2 separate regions of the Cydia pomonella genome follow, and region 2 is linked to region 1. Evidence: chromatin contacts called from public Hi-C data. All regions are on one chromosome and are shown on one strand. Each heading gives the region's core, a stretch centred on a gene start, on an enhancer-like site or on the middle of the called end of the contact. The rest is flanking DNA. Distances are from core to core; before and after follow the strand shown. Region 1 holds the start of LOC133525709 (ribonuclease 3). Region 2 holds the start of LOC133525725 (nucleic acid dioxygenase ALKBH1).

Region 1 (6,760 bases), core at 2,676-5,175:
TTTTTGACAGTTTTCATGGTATTACCGTTCTGTTCATGTATCATTTAATGTGTGTCCTATTTTTTGCTAGCAGGCTATAATAGACGAAATAATAACAACAGTCAACAACAAATATTAAATAATGTCAACCTACCACATTTCTGGATGCAGCCTCCTAGGATGGCTCTGTTTCCTCTGTAGTTCCACCATGATCCGGTCCGTGTAGCCCTGCAGCCCATCTTCGTCTAAACTCTCTTCACTCTCTGATGATGACGACGATGAACTCTTTTCATCCACTATATGGATAACAAAAAATATACAGTGGGTTACATTACTTCAGGGTGATGATAAACAAGCGTAAGCATAGAATTACGAGCTAATAGCTTCACGTGTAAATTTAATAATGGGTAGGTAATGTTTAAAAAATTTCGGACACTTCTCATATATTTGGTATGGGAATCGAAATTTTCCATTTCCATATTGATAGTTTCTGTGAAATTTCCGAGAATATTTCTAACTTTTTGGAAACATTTCGCTTCTCACACACAGATGTGTAAGTACAGATACTTCCGCCCCACCTTATTCTTAGTCTTTGCATCCTTGCCTTCGGCTCCTCTCTGCTCTAATTTAGCTCGACATTTGAACTCGCTCGAAAGTTATCCTTTATTTGTGTCTGTCTTTTGAGTGACTAGGATCTTTGTTTGAAAGCGGCACAAATAATATAGTGGACTATAGGGAGCGTGCATGAACTGTAGGAGGCAGCACAGGAGCCGTCAGATTTTTGGCGCGAGGCGTAAATGTGATGTTTATTGTTCCGATGTAGCCCACAAGATGGCAGAACCTACTATGCACAAGAAAACACGTGACGTGTTTATGGTTCCGATTCAGGCCACAAGATGGCAGACCCTCCAACGCGCACGGTCCCTATACGAATTCTTTAGCATCTACATAATCTATTTTACTTAAATTGAAAGAAAGGTAACTGACAATAACAGGAATAGAAAGAAACCTGTTCTTATTAAGTAATATAATTATGTAATGTCAGTTTTTTATTATTTAGACAAAAATGAATCCAGTAGTCCAAGATTTCAATCTGGAGCTTAGGACTTGAACTCTCATGGTAAAAGGTAAAAAATTTCAAACGTAATTGTGTCTGTAGGTATAATATAAAATACAAAATATATTATATTTTTGTTTTGTACTTACATCTATGCTTGCACATTTTTGCCTTTGGCGCTTTCAGGGGGGGCAGTTCATCCACTTCAGGTCTAGCTTTCCTTCCTCTTTCAATCACTTTAGTGAAGAATGCATCACATATCTTCTCTAGTTTCGGTGTTTGCTTCACACCCCCTTCAATTGGTATATAGTACAATTCTGCTGGAGAGCTCCTGTACCACATTTTTGGGGTCTGAAATATCAATGAATATAAAATGTATGATGTAACGGGTAATCAAAACAACTGATTATGATAATTTACACTTCTTTTTTGGGCATTCAACTATTTATAGTTGTCACTAAAAATATATGTAGTTAGCTATGTGGATACCTAATATACCTATGATATCATATAGTGGCTATTCATACAAACTTTATAATGTAGGTAGGTGTAGGATACAGAGAGGGGGCCGAACCATTGGGGAGATGTCTACGTGCGTATGGGGCCTTAGGCTACGTACGCACTAAGCGGCTAGCCGCGTGCGGACAGCCGCATGACGGTTAAGAATGTATGAAACCGCAACCATAAATACTGAACGCACTAAGCGGTCCGCCGCAACCGCACGCGGCTGGCCGCATAGTGCGTATGGGGCCTTAGTTATAAGAAATGTATTGTCGTAGGCTAACCTGTGTTGTTACATTTTGTGTTATTTTTAATAAGTTGAAATTGAATTGAATTGAACTGCCTCAAGTCATTATCCGTCAAACGCGCACAAACACGTGAAATACCACTGCTACAAAACCAAAAAAATTAGTTATTCTCACTAGTTACCACCAAGTTGTTGCTAGTGGCGACTCCGGGGATTTTTTTTCATACTTTTTACCCAAAAAAAATATATAAGAAACGCATTTAAGGTATACCTCTTCCTCTTCCTGTTTTTCTTTGGACCATTTCTCAATTTTCTCAATTAGGTCTTCTGAAGTTTGACAGTAATTTTTCCTGAAAAAGAATCAAATACATATACTACCAATATTGATTAAACTTAATTAAGTAATTAATCGGAGAGAGTGGAGAAGGTTGGAGGAGGCCTTTGCCGAAGGGCAAGCAGACAAAGAATACAAAAGATGGGAGATAATAGAGAGATAATGTGCTACTGTTCTTTGTTCTGTAAATAAAGGCTATTTTATTTTTTTATTTTATGTAGTTAAGAGTACTTCTGTGAAAAAGGCAATAAAGATTTGCAAATGTTTAAGCAGCTGAGAAAGTATGTAGAAACTTTATTCAAAGGGATAGCAATTGATGATTCTAGACTGCTCAGTTTTTAAGGGGACAGTATCACCATACAAGTTCATAGCTTACCTGTATTCTTCTAGAATCTTCTCTCTGTCAGTAAGTGGTTTCTTTGGCAAAGCCTCATGCCGGGACCTTGGGGATACATCCCTAGCATGGCTCCGGTAACGTGAATCTCTACTGGGTGACCTGAGACTATGTCTATTGGGTGACCGATGACTGTATCTACTAGGTGACCTATGGCTGTGTCTGCTGGGTGATCTATGACTGTATCTGCTAGGCGACCTATGGCTGTGTCTACTGGGTGACCTGTGGCTCTGCCTACTGGGTGAACGGCCACCATGTCTACTAGGTGACCGGTGACTGTGCCTAGAAGGTGATCTCCTACTGTGACTGCTATCCCGGTAATGGGATGGACTGTGCCGCCTTTCATGCTCATGCCTCATCCTTTCCCTTTCATATTTTTCTCTATAATATCTTTCTTTTTCCAATTCTTTATCTCTGTGACTACTTTCTCTACATCTATCTCTGCTGCTCTCTCTACGTCTGTCTCTTTCCCTGTAGTCATCTCTGTCTCTGTGACTATGTCTTGAAGGACTCCGGCTGTGCCTGCTTCGACTGTAGCTTGAGGTACTATGAGTAGGACTTGATTTGCGATGGCTTCCTTCTCTATCATGACTTTTACCTCTATACCTTGGAGGTGAATCATATCTTGATCTTGATGATGAAGAATGGTTTTTGGAGTCATAATAAACCCTATCACTAACTTTAGATGTTGTTGGAGTGTCTTGTACTGACTTAGATTCATTTGGGTTGACCAATTTATCTTTTAGTGTTGGAGGTGGATTGGAAAAGTCTGGAGAGTGGAATGCAGCCCCTGTAGGCGGTGGAAACGGTGGTGGCACTGCAGGAGGAGGAAACGCCGTCACTGACGGCGGTGGTATATTTAGTGGAGGCAAGTTAGTGATTGGTAATGGTGGAGGCTTGTCCAATGGGGGTAAAGGAGGTCTAGAATACGGTGGTGGGTGTTGGAAGAGCTGTGGCGGGGGCATCGACATCTGCACCAGAGGCGGCACTGACGGTGGAGGCACAGAAAGCGGAGGCGCCGTCGGTGGAGGCACGGAAAGCGGGGGGCCCGTCGGTGGTGGCACAGACAGCGGGGGCGCCGCTGGGAGAGGTGCCGATGGTGGACGCACAGACAGTAATGGCGCCGACGGAGGTGGCACGGACAGCGAAGGCACCGCCGGCGGGGGCATGTTCAGCCGCGGCGGCGGCACACTATAATTCACGGGAGGTATAGGCATTTTTATAACTTAATACGCATTTTTAATTTTAACATATGCTAGACCCTCTATATTTACACCTATAAAAAACAATTCCTTCACTAATTCAAAAATTTTTTATATTTCTTGCATTTATTTTGATTTTGACACTTTTGCTGCCGAACCGAAGTGTGACAGTGACACTGACATTCAGTTCAAAATGTTGCCATGGTTATAAAATTCTCGAACACATTCGCATTAGGACGACCAGCCGCGCGGTTTACTTGATCTTGAACATGATGTCTAACAGAAGCACTTACGCAAAGCAGGTTATAAACGATGTGCTGATATTTGGTGAAACGGAAAAATACTCTTTCTCGGACCCGAAATCGGGTCTGATATCAGACCTGATAAGGTGTGGATGTAATTGGCATAAAGGTACTAAATCCTGGCGTAATTAAAATAATTGTACCTTTGCGTTTTTTCTTCAAAATGAGTTCGATAACTTGAAAAATTATAACGCCTGCAAAATTGTAATAGCAAGAAAAATATAAAATGAGTAAAACTTGGAAACCACAAATAAAATGGCTCATATTATAATTGAACGTGAAGGTACAAAAGTTTGGCTTTTATAGCATTTATCAATAACCACGGGATCATAGCGTAATAAAGTACACCCGCCATTCTGACTGTCAGGATGGTGGGTGAGGGTGACCTGTTTTTTGATGATAACTTTAAGTACCGTGAGGTACAATTTTTTTTAAACGAGGTACTAAATAGTACAAATTAGGTACAAAAATATGGTATGCTTGTCATTTGATTTTATTTAGGTACACCCGCCATTCTGACTCTCACCTTTAGTCATCTTCCACATGAGAAGATGATAAATTAAATCCTTATCCATTGCTACTTGCTCTTGCTCGGCTAACCTAGGACGCAAATATGCAGGAAAATGAGATGATATGATGATATACATAATAAAAATGAAAGAATAAACACGTCATATTAACAAATTACTTATAATTAAACTTTGGTATCAATAAATTAAATTGTGGCAAATATCTTTAATTTTTGCACTTCCAAGACATTCACCATCTTGGTAGAGAACACCAAATTGACCCTCTGTAAGCGCACGTAACTTGTTATCGAGTAAAATCGTCAAACCATCCGAGTTCTTTACAACTCTACAGTTAACTAACGGCTTAGTGTGCTGAAACCTAAAGTAACATTTCAGAACATTGTTATTTGATAATTCTGTAGGCTCTTTATGTATCCAATGTGGTAATCCAGTTATGCATAAATGATTCCAAAGTGCTGGATGCTTAGTTCCTGGGACCTAAAAATAAAGTAGAAGATCACCATTATTACTACTGACTTAAAGAATTATAAAAAGTTATTTTAAGTGCAGAATAAATTATACAGCATACAGCCTTAATTGTATAGATAGTAAAACTCTTACGACATATATATTGTTTGTTTTTAAATCCTTTTTAAATATGAAGTAGGCATCTTTCCAATTGGCAAGGCAGCATCTCTGTCCAACAGTCCATTTATGAAGTCCCCCATGTTCACCCACAGTTTGTCCTGTATCTATGTCAATGAACAGGCCTTCCCTTTTCTGAATATACTGAAAATATATATTTTGTATTAAAATAAAACCATAAATAAAACGAAAATCTGTTACTGACTTTGTGTAAAAATATCCAATCATATTTATTTATCTTAAGGAAATAAAATGATAGATATTTTATCCTAACTTCTTTCAGATCCAATTAAATAACAGAAGCTTTATTTTATACACAAAATTACATATGCGTTAAATATTAATCAAAAATAACATTAACTCATTATCTCTGTGGATGATGTGAAAAGTATTAGTCCCAGTGTCATATAATACACGGCAAACTTGACAACTTTTTCTAGCAGAGTGCAAGCATTTTTTAAATTGATAAACTTGAGCAAGATAGATTCTTGCATAAAAGTTACAAGTCTTGGATTTTAATGACAAAACATAATGTATTTATGTAGTATACATACTTCTGCACCAATAGTATAGTAGGTAAGTATCTCTGTTTGGCTCTATGGTTGACTCATAGAGAATACCATTTGGCATTAAGTCTGCTATCTGTACATATTTTGTGCAATAAAATTTAAATAAATAAATAAAACAATATGTAAGCTCACTTCTTCAATAAAATCCTGGAATCTTCTTTTCCCAATGAAACAAATTCCTGTACTATCCTTCTTATTGGCCACATTCAGCAGTCGCTCTGCTTTGGCTATTTTTCTTACTTCGGTCTTTAGAAAAGGGGCCAATGGAAACATGCATTTCCGTAAAGAAAACTGCTTTACTTGTGACAAAAAAAAAGTTTGGTCTTTAAACTTGTCTACTGGTTGTAATAATCTGACACCTAGAAATAATAGGAATAAAATAAAAATTATATTTGTTTGTGAAATTGTATGAAATATAGCCCCAATTATAGGTGTCCAAAATTATATCATAATTAAGTGTTGACTAAAATATATTTACCTTCATTTTCATTATATTTTTCCAAGAAAGGTCCGAAAGAAGTATTCGCATAATGACCAGTGGCAATAGCATCAACTCCTAAATTTTTCCTGCAATGTTCAAAAAAGCTGTCAAATTTAATGTATCTGTTGCATAGAATATCAGGATTAGGGGTCAGTCCCGTCTCATACTCCTTTAGCAATATAGTGAACACTTCGTTCCAATACTCCTTAATGAAATACACTCTATGCAACGGAATTTCTAGCTTACGGCATACAAAGGTCGCATCTTCAAAGTCTCTTTCATCTGAGCAAAACCCAGCTTCGTAATTGTTGTCCCAGTTACGCATAAACACTCCTTCGATTTGGAAACCTAAACAATGATAAACATTTGTGTTTTATTTGAAAATTATTGAAACGGGGTAAATCAGATCTAACTCAAAACTTTGTATTTATTTGCAAAGCCTTACCTGCCCGTTTAAGGAGTAATGCAGCCACTGCGCTGTCTACGCCACCAGACATTCCTATTGCTACTTTTCGGAACATATTTGTAGTCTTAGACAAG
Region 2 (6,760 bases), core at 2,583-5,082, 150 kb before region 1:
GCGCAACTATTTATGTAATAATATTGTGTAATTAATTAATAAATAGCGATTGTTTTTTGTATGAAAATCGAACCACCTTAAGGGCGTATCAAAACAACATCAAAACCGTAACAAGTTGTTAAATCAGAATCGGCCCCTATGGCGTCATCTGGCGCTCAGTCACATAATCTTCATGTACTTGTCTATACACGTCAGAACAATCTAAGAATTAAGGCATTCGGGTTATTCCCACTAGTTACCACCAAGTTGTTACCAGTGGTAACGACTGGATTTTTTTTCCCACCTTTTACCAGTGGCAACTACTGGGAAAACAAATTCCACCGAACCTAACCAATCTGAGTTGGTTGTAAGTAACGTTTGCATGTATTGTATTTTAATCTACTATGTAGTTTTGTAGCCAGCCACATTACGAAAAAAATATTTTTACAGCATTCCAAACATGTAACTAAATAGTTATTTGTTTTACCTACAAGGGGGCAAAGTTGTTTAACCGCTCGTGCAAATATTGATATTGATACCCGAGCAAGCAAAAGATTCCAAAATTGGTTCAAGGCACGAGGATTAAACAAGCTTTGCCTCCGAGTGAAACAAAATTTAGTCACCATACCAACGTAAGGAAAATCTACAACTATGAAATACCAAAATAATCAAACCAAATCAAATCCAAATGAACGTAATAAAAAAATTATTATTCAAAATCATAATTTAAAAGTCAATTACACCAGCTAACATAAGGAAACAACTCAAAATTTGCATCTGATTACTTTGTCCCACGTGGATAAAATGCAACTTTCTCATTCGTTTTTGAACAATCAAGAGGGCCTTTACCAGTTGGTGTGGTGAAATTTCTTTTTATTCTAAGTACATAAAATATCTTATTTAGTAATCTAACTTTTCTTCTAATTTCAGTAATAACCGTTCAACCGAAATGCAAGGTAATACCGTGTCAAGCCTAGTCTCAGGTCATAGTTTGTTTTTCAAATTCTTCTAAATGAAGATCATAAATATAATTCAAGACTTTATTTCATGTGTCATTAAAAGTATAATCCGATAAACTACTTTGTCTTTCATTTAGCACTTGCCGTACATTCATATTAATTCGTGATTCTTGTATGTAATCTTGGAAGGGGCCCCATACTGCTTCATCAACATTTTTATTCGTCTCCGATAGCAATTGCTTTTTATCGGATATGTACTTGAAGGTGGCCTCACTATAGCTGATCATGTTTAGATCTTCCTGGTCGGCCCAGGGTGATGTTTGTGCTGGTAGGATCTTTGGAACTGCATGATAGCAGAGCCTTGTCTCCTTAGACATTATCATGACATCTCCACTGTTAAGTAGTATTGCTGATGGCTCTACAGATTTGTCTTTACCTCCAATAAGGAAAATTGCTGATTGACCAAAACTGAAAAATAGAATATTAAACAAATTTGAGTCTACAATAAAAATATGGGACGAACATTGGATAATAGTTGCAGTTTAGGCTTTTCTTTGGGCTAACTTGTTTATAATCAGAGATTGAAATAAGTTTACCAGCCATAATAAATGTAAATAGGCAGACTGGTTTCTTTGATATGCATTTGAACCCTGTCACATATAACTATGCAGAATATTTTTCTTGTGCCTTAGATAGAAGTAAAGTTTACGCACGAATTTTGAAGAAGTTTGAAGAACTGGTGTCCCACCATACACCAGTTATGGAGGCGCAGGGTGCAAGCGGAACTCAAATCCACATCCTCAATTTTTCTGGCAACTTTCTGTATTTGTAACAAACAAGTGTATACACCGTGTTTTTTTAGATTTCCGTTAATTTCAAGGGTGCATTCCTGAGCTTAAATTAAGTAACTTTCTCAAAGACACTGGTATTCTAACTAACTCTATTTCGGAGATAATCAATCATTTGTTTTTATGTTATAAGGTTCTTACGAGCGTATACACTTGTCTTAGGGCCTGTTTACATATTAACTAGTGTTTGGTACCTACAAGTGTATATATTTGAAAAAATATGCAAAAAAAAAATTTTTTTTATAATTAAGTTACTACATTGCTACCTTCAACCATATTTTAAGTACTCAGATGTGGCTTTTCTACAAAAATTGTTGTGAATGACAGCCCTACTTTAGTTTCTCACTATTCAAGGCATTGGCATACAAACCTGAAAGAAAACAGAGGAGCTTCTAGATTAACTTCCGAGTGATCTGTGTGAGCAGACAGTGTAGAGTCCATATGGTAATAGTTGACAATGGCCGCCTCAGCCTTGAAGCCGGTGTAGCCAACAAACTGTGCCACTACATCCGACAACTCTGCCAACTCCTCAGGAAATGGGGATTTGTTTTCATCTGTGTATACCTGGAATTGATTTAACAAATAATTAACTATGTTAAACTATTTATTTAAAATTTAACTGATTTAGAAAATGTAAAGATGCAAATAAATAATTTTATACTAAAACATTTCATCAAGTTCTTGATTGCTACATGATAACGCCAATTTTTCCATAATATAAAATGAAGCACATGACACAGGGGAGCCGGATTAGTTGAAAATTTGGATTATTGGAAGTTAGAGCAAATTTGCATATTTTGATATGTTTTTAATTATAGTGTAGAAATACTAAAACATGTACAGTCAGCATCAAATACTTTGTAGCAACCAAAGTAGCCAAATAGTTCGGTACACCATATATTTAGTATGGTGTACCGAACTATTTGGCCACTTTGACTGCTACAAAGTATTTGACGCTGACTGTACTTATACACTAAAATAGAAACTTCATAGAAAAATCAACCCTTAACTGGTGTATATCCATTTACGAAGGGAAGGCTGTCTGATGATGTAAATTCAGGATATAAATGATCACATGCATCCCTATTTAAGTACCGGATTTTAGATGTACAGTCAAGGTATTAAATATCGACACGGACAAAGTGCCAAAAATATGTATACACGACCTTATTGCCTATACAATAAAGAAGTGTGTACATATTTTTGGCACTTTGTTCGTGTCGATATTTAATACCTTGACTGTACCAGACTGTTGATGTGCCAAATTTTCGAGATTCCACTGTACTTAATTTTATAATTTTAGTTAACAATCCAAATTCTTCATTAAGGTAATATGAAGTCATATGGAAGTGTTGCAGTTATACAAATAAAAATAATATAAAGGACAGACAAAAAGCACTCGGAAAAAATATTAACATTTTACTTTTGTGTCCCAGTTGTGGTGATATCCCAATGTAGTCCATCTTAACTTCTTCTGAAGCTGTCTATTGCATGCTCCATTATCAAAACACTCCACCCACCAATCTGGCAACAACACTTCAATATCAATATTCAATTTATTTGGCTTTCTAGGGTATTTTTCCAAACACTTCCTAATCCAATACCTTTGCCCAAGGGCTGTGAACGGATTTTTTAATAGAAATAACCCAGGATGATTATGAAATGTGTATAGTTCCCATTCTTTAGTATTCCTTAAACCTAGCAAGTCTGTTCGGCTGTCTTCACCGACATTGTCGGGATTAACTTTAGTGACCTGAAACAAGTAAAATACTAAAGCTTCTTTCACGAAAAGAACGAATGTATTGTAGTTTTGAACAAAAAATATAGAATTTACCTTATCGGTCATATTGACTAGTGATATTACTTCACTCAACGACGGCTTTGGTTTATTTGATTTGTAATATTTAAATTTTGACTTAAAATTATCAACTGTTTCCATTGTTAATACGTATACGTATTATATTTGACTGCAAAAACTTAAAATAGTCAAGCTTCACTATGCACAAAGTTTTGGTTCAGGTTCAATTATTTCCGGTTGCCATTATCAATATTTTTAAAACCAATAATCTTTCGACAGTTGCATAAAGTGATTGTAAATCACTGCCTTGGCTTATATTATATTTAATTATATGTAGGTAAATTCAATGTGTAAATTCAGTGTATATCTACAAAGAATATCTTAATACATTATGTTCAAAAATATTAGGAAAACACCAAACCAAGGCAATTATTATATCTATGGCAACATTGTAGTTAGCTGTCACTTGTATCGTTTGAGCAATATTTCAAAACGCTAATCGAGTCGCTAGTGTGAACTGCGCACTTGAAATTAAAACGACCGATTTTCCTTTCCTACGCCTAGTATAAGTCATAATACTATTAACTGAAACAACATAACCAAAATGTAATGTCAATGTCATGTCATGCCATTCCCGTCGTCAGTGATATAATAAATATTATTTACTTCAGAAATATAATTTAATACTAATTTACTGTCACAACTTTTGTGCTGATAAAGTAACTTTCATAAAGATTATTTGTTTATTCACTAGTAATAATATGAGCCAATCAAATACGGCCGCTCAAATACCAGAATGTTTGAGGGTAAATTTATTAATAATAATTTTCTTAAAAAAAAAACGATTTTCTTTTAAAAACAAGTACTATAACAAAAATATATCTAATAAAACTTAAACTCACCTATCTTGTAAAATAGAATTTCAATAGGCGGGTCCACACAGAGCGATCGAGCGAGCACGTACGCGTGAGGCAATTTCTTCACGCACAAACCGGCCAGTGTAGACGTGCCTCGGCCGAGGAGGCGCGCTCGGGCGAGGATAACGCACGCGCCGCCTCGGCCGAGGCACGTCTACACTGGCGGCAGGAAATTGCCTCGCGCGTATGCTCGCTCTGTGTGTACCTGGCTAATGTGTAGTTTAGAAAAATATTTTAATGATCTAAACTTTGATTTTTCAGGACGACTCTGAAGATGGCAAATCCAAACTTAGAAAATGGTTAAACATGAACTTCCGAATTGAAATGACTGATGGAAGAGTCCTTATTGGCGTGTTTCTCTGTACAGATCGGGATGCCAATGTAATTTTAGGTAAACATTTATGACCTCAATTCTAAGTAGTACCTCCCTCGCTCTGGGTCATTCCTTATGCAAAGGTTGTCTATTGCTGTTCAGCATGGCAACGTGCCGAGCGTGATGAGCTCCTTTGTTGTATTTTGTGAATGGATCTTGTGCTTGTTACTTAGTTTGGGATTTAGTTTAATTTAGGTTAAGATTTTTGTAATAGTTAAGTAGATATTAGATTGTTTATTTTATAAGCTAGTCATATAAAAGTAAGAATTTAGTACCTGTGGCTTGTGGAAGTTTTGGTATATTATTTGGAATACACATTTTAATTCTAAGAAAAGTGTCAATATGCTTTATAAAAATTTTAGTTGTGTTCTTTTCATACTATGTGTTAAACAAACTCCCTTGTACACATAATAAAAATAATTATTCGAAAAATGATGATAGAGTTAGACCAAGCAAAGTTGGGAGCAATGCAAGTGTTGTTTTAAATGTCAAACTTCGATGAAATTATATGTTTAAATAACACCTCGAAGGAAGTGGCGCCGCTCTTGATGTCTTTCGGAAAGATTAGCCTAATATTGCCATAGACCGAGACTCGTGGAAGAAAGAGAGGGAGGCCTTTGCCCAGCAGTGAGACACAACAGGCTAACAAATAATAAATAGTAATAACACTTGCACAGTCCGACTATCCAAAATCACTGCCAACTTAGCTTGGTCTCACATCAAATTATGTTTATGATTATAATCATTTAATATAATTCCAGGAGCTTGTTCAGAGTACCTAAAAAGCAATGATGGTGAAACTGAAGAGCCCAGAGTTCTGGGTCTAGTCATGGTGCCAGGACGGCACATTGTCTCCATACAGATTGACGACATGGCCGCACAGCGTAGAACTGCTCCCATAATGAATGATTCTATGTGGTTATAATTGTGAGTGTATTATATTTATTTATTTCAATAAGAGAATAAAAATTCAAACCCATCAAAATAATTTATTTTGGACCAAAATATTAAGTTATTGCGATACATTCAAATTGTTTACTAGTTGTTGCAAGATCTCTACTTCTAAATAGATGTTCTTAGAATCATTAGCAAAAGGATTGTAGCTGTCACTTGCATTTACATTATTAGTTTTAGTTAGAAGTGCTGTTAAATCTTGAACAATTGTGTTTATTCCTCTTTGAGGATTTGATAAAACTCTATTCAGAAGTTTAGGCTCCATTAATTTTTGCAAACATAGGTATGGATGAGGTAGTATTTTTGATTGGCTAATATTTTTATAGAAAGTGGTGCTCAGTATCCTTACATCCTCATCTTCATCTTGTAAAAGTATAATAGCGGACTCGATCATGGTAACTTTTACAGCATCTGATAAACTATGGAATGAACTTGATAATTCGTTATTTGCTAATGCTGCAATGTATCTCATTTCTACATCAACAGACTCAGGGTCGCATAATTTTAAAACTTCTTTTGACAAATATACAACACTTTTTGCATCATTTTTACCTAACAAAATCCGTACAGTAAATGGCAGTAAGTAGCGCAATTTATATATATGACCATTTGTTTGTATTGCGTGCAGTAAAGGTCCAGTAAAACAATTTATATCTACTAATTGAGATATCTTGTAGAGAATTTTCCATATTTCGCTGCTGCTAAATTTATTGTTACATGCCAATAGCAATTCTGCAATATTTGTTAACACATCGTTAGGAATTTCTACAAACTCACATTTTATTTTGTCTAGCAGATCTTTACAACAGTTCTCAAATCCAGTTCTGTTTGTAAATATTTCTATCACATGTGATATTTCATACCAAGAAATATTTTTAACACATTTTCTTGCTCGCGCATTTGCCCAAGAGTGAATTCCGGGTGCAAAACCA

What was found. A called contact is a pair of places that touch in the nucleus more often than the background predicts.
Region 2: a Hi-C map of whole body shows a contact between it and region 1, with 6 times the contacts expected there. The contact joins the promoter of LOC133525725 here to the promoter of LOC133525709 in region 1. A contact is called at or near these places in 2 of 2 Hi-C or Micro-C datasets (both in whole body).

The regions. Positions count from the first base shown.
Region 1 is chr15:8,603,790-8,610,549 of ilCydPomo1, reverse strand. It overlaps LOC133525709 (ribonuclease 3), which reads right to left and starts at 3,925. Exons shown (of 19, transcript XM_061862070.1): 1 at 2,495-3,925; 2 at 2,056-2,134; 3 at 1,186-1,387; 4 at 134-275. The coding sequence starts at 3,729. LOC133525705 (mitochondrial tRNA-specific 2-thiouridylase 1) reads right to left here. Exons shown (of 5, transcript XM_061862062.1): 1 at 6,666-6,760; 2 at 6,218-6,568; 3 at 5,872-6,098; 4 at 5,147-5,314; 5 at 4,688-5,023. The coding sequence starts at 6,741. The coding sequence ends at 4,724. All of the region lies in intron 1 of LOC133525722 (a long non-coding RNA gene), which reads left to right.
Region 2 is chr15:8,755,824-8,762,583 of ilCydPomo1, reverse strand. It overlaps LOC133525725 (nucleic acid dioxygenase ALKBH1), which reads right to left and starts at 3,832. Exons shown (of 4, transcript XM_061862091.1): 1 at 3,621-3,832; 2 at 3,210-3,539; 3 at 2,157-2,350; 4 at 1,006-1,406. The coding sequence starts at 3,725. The coding sequence ends at 1,025. It overlaps LOC133525726 (N-alpha-acetyltransferase 38, NatC auxiliary subunit), which reads left to right and starts at 4,202. Exons shown (of 3, transcript XM_061862092.1): 1 at 4,202-4,390; 2 at 4,763-4,892; 3 at 5,636-5,862. The coding sequence starts at 4,346. The coding sequence ends at 5,799. LOC133525724 (cytochrome c oxidase assembly factor 6 homolog) reads right to left here. Exons shown (of 7, transcript XM_061862088.1): 7 at 5,844-6,760. The coding sequence ends at 5,887. LOC133525727 (a long non-coding RNA gene) reads left to right here. Exons shown (of 2, transcript XR_009800617.1): 2 at 910-1,058.